Linked DNA regions of Mus musculus: regions 1 and 3 are each linked to region 2. A link is a contact called in public Hi-C data. All regions are on one chromosome and are shown on one strand. The core of a region is the stretch at or near the end of the contact, and the rest is flanking DNA. Distances in the headings are between cores, read along the strand shown.

Region 1 (3,124 bases), core at 381-2,880, 1.2 Mb before region 2:
GCAGCTGGGTACGACAAAGACAGGTCATCTGTTGACAGCTGGGACAGATGTTCAATAAATACCGTGGGGGAAATAAGCTGAGTGAAGAAAATGAGAAGGCTCAGGTGTGTCATTTTTGACCGGGAGTATTCAAGACAGGGCTCTCAGGAAAGGCAGCATTTGAATGCAGGCCTGAAGGGAGTAATGTCACTGGCAGAGCATTCACCCAGAAGAAGCAGCCATCGAGTGCAAAGGCCCTCCGGCCAGAGCCTACACGGCACGCTTGAAGAGGAGGCAGCCGCAACCTAGTGGATGTGAGTGGGGGCTTAGAGGACGCCTGAGAGTTAGCATGCTGATGTGGGAAGCCTTCCTTCTAGAGAAGCTTCTAAAATTTGCTCCTTTTCCCCCAAAGAATGGGTCCCCCAAAGAGTGGATTGGCGAGAGGGGCAGTAACACGGACAGAAACAGAGACACCACACTAGAAAGCTAGGCAGCGATCCAACTTAATAAAAGACCTCAGAGCCAGCAAGGCCAAAGCGGTTCCTGTTCTGCTCCGGGTGACAAACCGTCTTAGAAATAACGATGGTAGGCACGCATGTAAAGACACTCAGAAGGACCCTTCTAATGATGCCAACGGCAAATGATTTGTTGAATGTATGTTCCCACCCCGCAAGGCCCTCAAGAAACAGCGAAACAGAGACAGGACTCAATTTCCCCCATGAGACTAACAGTGTGCATGTGTGTTCTCCCTAGATCTGCTCTCCTCTCCATCACCTGGCCAGTGTGGTCCTCATCTCTAGGCTCCCGCCTTGTGGATAACATCTCTGTAAAAACCTAGTAACTATAACTGTGGCCATAGCTAGCATCTCTCACAGTATCCATGCAGTCGGGCTAAATCACTGTGGCCATAGCTAGCATCTCTCACAGTATCCATGCAGACAGGCTGAACAGCAGCATACCCTCCCTGTCCCCTGACCCTCCATTCTCTGCCTCTGCCATGCTGGAATCACAGGAGCATGCTGCTGCACCCAGGTCTTTTTGTGGGTTCTGCAAGTCCACCTTGAGGTTCCCATACTTGCAAAGCAGACACTGGAGATGTATTGACCAAGACATCTCCCCACTGCCCCACTTTAATACATATTTCTTACACTAAGACAAACCTAAATTTGTGTTTTCTGACACCACAGCCTATGGTTTTGTTTGTTTGTTTGTTTATCTTTTTCTCTACCATTGCTCTGACTCTCCCCCGTCTGACATTATCTAGGACTTGCCACAATTTCAGGAATGCTCGGCTGTTTTGTTGTTGTTGTTGTTGTTGTTTGTTTTGTTTTGTAGCATGGAATGGGGACTGTCCTCAGTCACTGGCTGGGTCATGGACAGCAAACATTTGGCCCTCAGAGTGACATTCCTACCAAGTTTCCAACAATGGTGTCGGCCTGGTACGCCTGTCCTTCCTTGGTGTGAGCAGAAGTTTTATGACTGTGTGTTTATGGGAAAGTGCTGTTACTATTCTTAGACTGGCTGCTCTCACTTATTCATAGCCCCACTCTGCTGGTGGGCGGGAACGAGAAGTTATAATAGCAGCGCAGGTGCCTCTCATTGTCTTCCGTTCCTCACTGGATCGTGTTTATTAAGAAGGAAATCACAGTGGTGTGTCTGGAACTGCGTCTGAACAAATAACCCACAGGGAGGAGTCCCCGGAAGGTGGGCAGGAGGCAGCACACCAAGAGAGGCAAAAACAAGCCCGTGCTAATTGGGATCAGGCAGTGCTTTGCATGAGAATCAAGAACAAGAGCTCGGCTGCCACGTAATTACTGGCCTCAACCTTTGTTGGCATACTTCTTCACATAATTCTACAGGAGAGCGGCAATTTGAATTTAACACACTTTTTTTTTTCCTTCTGGGTTTTTAAAGGAATTTGAAAACAGAATTGCACGAGTACAGGGATGAAGAGAGGTCTTTGCTAAATGTTCAGGTTGCTTATAAATATATCGCTACACACACACACACACACACACACACATACACCGAGAGAGAGGGGACGAGGGAGAGGGAGAGAGAAAGAGTGCACACACTACCACCACCACTCTTTGGACAACTATCTCACTTGGTGATGTTTGGTTCCTTGGACAAAGCTCTTCTGACTCATTCAGATGAAAGGCAGGAGACTTAATTCAGTAGAGATTGGGAACTGCCAGCTCTTGGAGTCCACATCATCATAATCTTGTGGCAGTTTTCTAGCCAGATCCTTGAGAGACTTATGGATGTGTGTCTCTACATGTGGGTGTGGTGTTTACACAAAAGGCAACCCTTGGCCCATGTCATCGCTTTGGTCATGAGGCACCCTGAAGGGATATCGCAAATCCCTTTACAGAACCATGCAGCAAGTGTACCTCTTCATTCATCAGTCACTGCCATATCAAAGATAAACCAGACGTCACCCATGGCTCTGATACTCATGGTCCCGCACCACAGACAGAGCCATGTACAGAGGACTGGAACACCAGGGTCACTTGCTATGGTTTCCCAGGGCAATAGAGAGGAAGAAAACAGTCCATTCAAATAGGGGAGGGGGCACAAGGTAGTGCCCAAGTAGGCACCACCTCAGAGGACGCTGAGGGGGTAAATAAATTAATCTTCCAACAATAGAAGGATTGGAAAGACCACAGACAAACTTGGGACACATCAGGACAGAAACACATTTGGGGGGGAGCTTAAGGCCAGCCATGGCTAACATGTTGAGTTGGTCCAGGGGCTACTGAGAAGACAGGCAAGCTAGACAGAAAGGAGTAGACATCAAAGCCCACATCACGGGTACAGGAGGAGAAGGGGAGACATGCTCAGAGCTCCCACCATCAAACGTGGCCCTATTTTTAGAAGGGTCTGACTCCTGAAATACCTTAGTTCCTCCTACCTCCCTGGCTCCTCGTCTCTCTGTTCACTGAACTGAAAAATTATCAGGGCTATATTCAGCCCTCGCCAATAATAACATGTAACAAAAATATCTCATAGATTGCAACTTAGGAGTGTTTTGACTGCTCCCAGCCAAGTCTTTGAGAGTCACAGTGTGTACCCCACCCCCACCCTGTCTGCCTTTTTGATGAGTAAAATTGAGCCTTTTTTTTTTTTTTTTTTTTTTTTTCCC
Region 2 (3,114 bases), core at 437-2,936:
TGGACTCACTGGTCACAGTTTCTCCTTCTCTCTCCCCCTTCTTTCCAAGAAGAATCGACCTTGTAAAAGAATCATGGCACTGGGCAGGTTGGGAGAGTGGAAAGAAAAGAAGATTCAAATATTCACTGAGCACAGACTGCATACCAGACATGGGTCATGGTGCCTGCCACTTAACAGACATCCCTTCGATTAGTGTTCACAGGATGCAAGAGAACAGAGGCCCAGTGTAATTAAGCTGCTCACCCAGGGGCTCAAAGATGGTCCAGGCTTTCTCTGATTCTAGTTCCCTACATCTTTGCTTTCTTCCAAGAGTTCCCTCTTCCATGCCTCTTGTGAGTACGTACTACAAGAGGGAAGGTCAAGAGGCAGGGACAAAATTCTCAGAGCTTGGGGCAGAGGATAAACAAAGAGGCCTTTGATTCTTCTTGTCCATCAGAGACAAGGTCTGGGAATAGCTCAGCTACGGGTGGCCTCAGGGGTCATAGAGCCCCAGTGTAGCCACCTCACTCTAGTCCAAAGCATACAGTCTTCCTGCAGTGTTGACTCCCTCTGACTCAGACATCTGAGACTCCAGGACAGATCCCTGAGGTAGGCCTGATTCTAAGCCCCTTCTAACCCTCAAGGTTCCCTAAGACAAGGAAAGTGTTACCTAAGGGCCTATACACTCACAGACACACACACAGATACACATACATACCACAAACACACACATACTACACACACCACAAACACACACATACACACACACAACACATACACCACAAACACACACACTACTCACACACATACACACACCACACACACACCCCACAAACACACACATAAACACACATACCATACACACCACAAACACACATACACACACACAATACACACACCGCAAGCACACATACCACTCATACACATACACACATCCCACATCACACACACTCCACAAACATATACATATTATACACACCACAAACACACACATACATATGCACACTACACACACCACAAACACACACACATGCCACTCATATACACACACCCTGCTCCACACACAGACATAAACACACACACACACACACACACACACACACACACATGCACACACGCACACACACACATACTGTGCAGTGTGAGAATCAAAGTCCCTAGGGACTTTGTCAGCTCTCAGCTCTTACTTATCCACACCCTGACTGTGGAATGGAACGTTCCTGGAGATGGGGTCAGAGGGTACAGAGTGAGGCCTTCACCTGAACCTGGAGGGGCTGAAAGCTGCTTCCATCCGAGCTCTGCTGGGATTTCCTTTACACTGCCCCAGCTCTGGGTCTCTTTTCTCACTATTTTTACTCATGTAAATGTGGCTCAGATCCCTGCCAACACGCTCCGCGTGTAATGTTGTTTAATAACTCCAGCCACCTCCATGAAATATTCATTATTCTCCTCTCCGTTGGAGTGTTCACCCAGGTTCCCAGAAATTTCTCTAGCTCTTGTTTTCAAGACAGCCCCCTAGCAGGAGAGCCCTGCGGGAGGGCCTGGACTCCCCATCTGAGGCTGACTGAGGAACTTGGGGTGCCTCCAGAGATTAAGGCCAAGGGCTCACCTTTGCTGGTTTCTCAGGGTAGAACCTACAGGGCTCCAAACAGTGTGCAGGAGCAGGATGAGTCAGCCCCCACTCCAGGGAAGGGAGCAACCTTTCGTTTTCAGATGAGCATCCGGCTTACTCAGCTGCAGTAGGCAGGCATCAGGACTTGGCTTCTGACACCTAGGCAAAGAGCGCCGCCTGTTGAATGCTGGCAATATGTGTTTCCTCCAGAGCTCCGGGCTGGACCCTGGGCTTCCTGCAGGGTCTCCTGAGCCCCCTCCAGTCAAAAAGGGGAAAGCAGGTTGCTCTCCACTGTATAGATTTTTTTGCTGACCATGCATGAAATAAGGCTAAAGCCCTGGATAGATTTTGCAAGCTAGAGAAAAAGGAGTCTACTTGTGATAGCCTATCAGATGATTAGGGATTCTCTATCTCTCTTTCTGTCTCCCCTCTCCCCTCTTTCTTCTTCCTGTCTTTCCTCCTATATATCTCTCTGTCTCTCTGTCTCTCTCTCTCTCCATAAGAGACATCCCACACTCTCTGTGGGTACCATTGGAGTTAATTTATTGAAGTAGGGTTAAAAAAACAAAGAAAAGAGTGACCACATGCGCAAGAGAGTCAACCTAGCATCCCAAAGTGGACCCATCTGAAGCATCCGCCTATGGATGAAAACCTTGAAAGAAAACCTCCCACACAGCCAGTCATGCCTCCAAGGGAAACTAAACCATGTCCTGCCATCTCTCCCCTCAGGTCACTCCTACCACCTCCACCTGTCAGTGGGCAACATACACATGGAACCATCCATTGGACATCGTGTTCCTGTGCCCTGAAGTCTACTTCCTATGATGCACTCCTTCTGGCACTGTTATGAACCACACTTCTCATAAATGGGGGGAGAGGGGCAAGATCATATAACTGGGGACAAGAGACATGTTGCAAACCACTGAATTCGTCCTTGGCATTTTTGTAATCAAATAAGGATTAGCAAAAAGTCAGTCATCAGCCAGAGGGTACACAGCAGGGATACCCTTGTATCAGAAGACAAGGTTCCTTCAGTGCCTGCCACAGAGTACAGAGGACTCAGCACCTGACCAGGACCTAAAATGTGGTTACCACGTATCATGCCACAGAATCCCCGGAGCAAGCTTTTCACTACGATCCTTGATGTACATCCCTGTTTGCTGGCATCTCCATTACTTAGCACAGCAATTTTACACTGTGTTCTCATCCCAAAAGAAAAAAAACATGGAAATCATGGGGCTGGAGAGATGACTCAAAGTGTGAGAGTGATTTCAGGGCCATCAGGAGGTCTTGAGTTCAGGTCCCAAGACATAAATGAAGAACCAAAGTGTGGCACCACATACACCTACAACCCCAGTGTTGCTGGGGACAGGGGCTTTGCTGACCTAGCTGAGCTCTAGATTCAGTGAGAGATCTTATTAGGAACAAAGGAATAAGGTAAAGAATGATAGAGGCTCTTCTCTGGCCTCTGCTTGCCTATGTAGGTGTATGCATGCACATAGACAAGAGGATACATGTACATA
Region 3 (3,025 bases), core at 506-3,005, 1.7 Mb before region 2:
TCATTCTTATCTTTACACTCAATGATACCAGATTAGTGTTTATGCATTGTTATTATATCATACAGACAGGCATTTTAAATAGAAGGGCTCTGCTGTCTTTTAAAATCCTCATCTCAGTGCTTGCAGCTGTATCAAAATGGTGCCAGAGTAGGAGAACAGAGAGGTGAGGTCAGTACCCTAAGTGTGCCTAGGTCCTTGGACAGGTACAGAATATGTGTGAGTTCCTGCCCGGGGCTCAATGTGCTATGCCCACCCCTTTCCTTACCTCAGAAGTAATGGCACATACCCCGTCAAGCTCACTCACTCTGCACCCAGGTCTAGAATGGAACTGACCCCGATGGTCTAGGGACCGAGGGTGGAGCTGTAGGGTAGGCTGTGGCAGATGCAGTTTCCAAGCCCCAGGTGGATCAAGGGTGAAGGCACGGATGCTTGCTTGGGGTTCTTCATCGTAGGTTAGCATGCGAGAGGGGTGCTCATGGAGTCGGGAGGGACAGGAGCCAAGTGTTACATGGAGTTAGTGTTCTGTGTCCTCTCATTTAAGTGACTTTAAATTTATTTTATTAAATGTATTGTCTATGGGGAATGTAGAAAATAGAGATAAAAAAACCAGAAAACAAACAAACAAACAAACAAACAAAAAAAACAATTCAAAATCCTTACAGTTGGAAGCATATGCCAGTGTTCAGCATCTGTGATCCGAGGCAGTGGCTTTCCTCTTTTCTTCTACTGGGCTGTGAAATGTATCTTTCCTTACCATTAAATATTCCACCTCTTAAATGGTTGCATACTATTCCATTATATGGCTCCAGCTATCTCCCCAGTGTGGCACATTTGGGTAGCTTCCAGCTTTTTAATAGCCACGGAATGGAGGCAGACATTTTGCAATTAGATGTTTGTACCCATCTGTGACATTCTGCAGCCTTATTTTGTGCAAGGAGAATTGCTGAATCGACGGATTTACCCACTAATCTTAATATCTTGATCTGTGACACTGCACCCCTAAATTGTTGTACCAATCTGATTGCCAGTTGTTGCTCCGTGTCCCTGCCAATCTTGGGAAGGGGCATAAAGAAAAAGAAAAAAAAACTGTCAATTAAATCCTTATGCCTCCGATTATACCCAAGATGTAGCCGTTCTTCACGCCGGGCCATTTGTACTTATTCTTTTATGAATTGCCTTTTCATTTTGTATGCATGGCTATCAGATACATATTGATTGCTGATTGATTGCTCGTTCCATGCAGTATAATTTAATTTTCAAAATGTCCCTTTCTCTTAGAAGTTAATTTATCTCAAAGTGTCCCTTACTCTAAGTACATATTCAATCCTGTGATCAAGAGGCAATTGAGAGAGAAGCCGGCCTGACTTCCCCTCTTGCTTCTGTGAAGTCCTCTAGGCTTCAAGGCTATTTGCTTTGCTTAGCACACTCACATCCTGGGCACGGAATGGGAGAGGGGCCCTCAGCTCAGCACTGGCTGGCTCACGATGGGGTTTGAGAGGCTGGTAAACAGTAGCCAGGAACTGGTGATTCTGGGATTGGCGCCTCCCCACCCCCCATACACATCCCAGCTCCCCAGATCTGTTAAAGCTAGTCGCACCATGCCGGAGCTTTCCCGTGCATTTGTTCACGTGACAAGCCGGGCTCCCACGTAGCGAAATTGTACCAATGCCGAAAATAGCTCTGCTGACAGGCAGGGCAGGCTTGATTGGTGGCGGGTTTCAGTCTGGAGAGGGGCAGGCGGGCGAGGAGTTCTGACTCTAGAAGCAGGCGTGACCTAGTTTTCAAACTGCTCCCCTCTTCCTACCTGAGTGACTCGGGCCAGGTGACTTCCTCCAGCTCATGGGCCAGGCAGGTAGTTCTCCGTCTCTGCGCAGTTGTTCAGGATGGAGATGTGGGTCCCTTGCAGACACTCGCCCTGCAGCCATTTCTGCAGCGGATGCTCGGGCCCGGAATGAGTCCTTATACTAAGTTGGTGTTCCCTAGCTTTGTGCTTTACAGGTCCTCCCGAGGATGGCACCGGAGCTCTGCATTGGCCCCGGGATCATCTTTTTGATCGCTTTGAATAACTGGTAGGCATTGACTGGTCTTTAGTTTGGAAAGATTTTTTTCCCACCTTTTGGTTAGAAGTCAGATAGTACCATCATGTAGCCAAAACAAACCAAACAACACCCCTCCCCCCAAAACAAAACAAAACAAAAAACAAAAACCAAATCCAATGAGGCTGTCTGGTTATTGTTTCTGTAGCCTGGGAGCAGAAAAAGATATCACAGACAGGGACTGGAGGGACTTGAACCGTTAGCCCTTGTATGACTCAGATCACAGTTGTTTCATTAGGACCCTCGCTCATGAAACTCCTGGTTTGCAGGGCTGTCTGCTGTATTAAGACTAAGTGTCCAGGTTTGCAGCCCCTCTCCTCTGGAATACGCGAGAATGAGTCAATGCTGGCGTGTGATTTTATCAGCACCCAGAGGGTCAGCACCTTGACTGGAGGCTCTTGGGACATAGAAGGAAGAAAACTAGTGGAATGACAGTTAACTTGTTCAGTGACCTAGGGCAGGCCACTTTAGTATTTTAAATATAAGGCTCTTCATTTGTAAAATGTAGAGACTCTCTGTCTCTTAAAACATTTCGAAGTTACATTTATTTGTGTGTGTGTGTGAGAGAGAGTGTATGTGTGTGTGTGTGTGTGTGTGTGTGTGTGTGTGTGTGTGAGAGAGTGTGTGTGTGTGTGTGTGTGTGTGTGAGTGTGTGTGTGTGTGTGTGTGTGTGTGTCTGTGTGTGTGTATGTGTGTGTGTGTAAGGATAACTTTAACAGTCTCTTCTCTTTCTACTGTATGGGTCTCTGGGATCCAGCTGTGGTCATCAGGCACAATGGTGAGCGCTCTCACTTCCTGAGCCGTCTCAGTGACCCCCACATTGGCCTGTTACACATGGGGTTGCGTAGGCTCGGCTGACTTTGAGTGCAGAGACCTAAGCACATGCTACCATTCCCAGCTCTGTGTCTGTTGTGCATGGACCAATTAAT

The links. A called contact is a pair of places that touch in the nucleus more often than the background predicts.
Region 1: a Hi-C map of uterus shows a contact between it and region 2, with 2.9 times the contacts expected there. The contact joins two enhancer-like sites. A contact is called at or near these places in 3 of 484 Hi-C or Micro-C datasets (myocytes, uterus and ventricular fibroblasts) and 1 of 9 other capture datasets (embryonic stem cells).
Region 3: a Hi-C map of cerebral cortex shows a contact between it and region 2, with 4 times the contacts expected there. The contact joins two enhancer-like sites. A contact is called at or near these places in 3 of 39 promoter capture datasets (the 3T3-L1 cell line and frontonasal cranial neural crest), 1 of 15 datasets of contacts at CTCF or cohesin (the NIH/3T3 cell line), 20 of 484 Hi-C or Micro-C datasets (the AML12 cell line, DN3 thymocytes, adipose-derived mesenchymal stem cells and 10 more), 1 of 115 datasets of contacts at active chromatin or transcription factors (astrocytes) and 1 of 9 other capture datasets (liver).

Annotation. Positions count from the first base shown.
Region 1 is chr8:114,971,646-114,974,769 of GRCm38.p6, forward strand. All of the region lies in intron 8 of Wwox (WW domain-containing oxidoreductase), which reads left to right. Among named protein-coding and RNA genes, the nearest start is that of Gm39257, 12 kb to the left of the region's middle. Within about 2 kb of position 1,631, at least 36 of the 459 cell types and tissues checked have an H3K27ac peak or open chromatin away from gene starts, as enhancers often do. A contact at or near this core is called in uterus, where this site is marked.
Region 2 is chr8:116,142,690-116,145,803 of GRCm38.p6, forward strand. No RefSeq gene overlaps it. Among named protein-coding and RNA genes, the nearest start is that of Gm31225, 47 kb to the right of the region's middle. Within about 2 kb of position 1,687, at least 66 of the 459 cell types and tissues checked have an H3K27ac peak or open chromatin away from gene starts, as enhancers often do. A contact at or near this core is called in cerebral cortex and uterus, where this site is marked.
Region 3 is chr8:114,454,551-114,457,575 of GRCm38.p6, forward strand. The region is part of intron 4 of Wwox (WW domain-containing oxidoreductase); the gene reads left to right. Among named protein-coding and RNA genes, the nearest start is that of Wwox, 16 kb to the left of the region's middle. Within about 2 kb of position 1,756, at least 24 of the 459 cell types and tissues checked have an H3K27ac peak or open chromatin away from gene starts, as enhancers often do. A contact at or near this core is called in cerebral cortex, where this site is marked.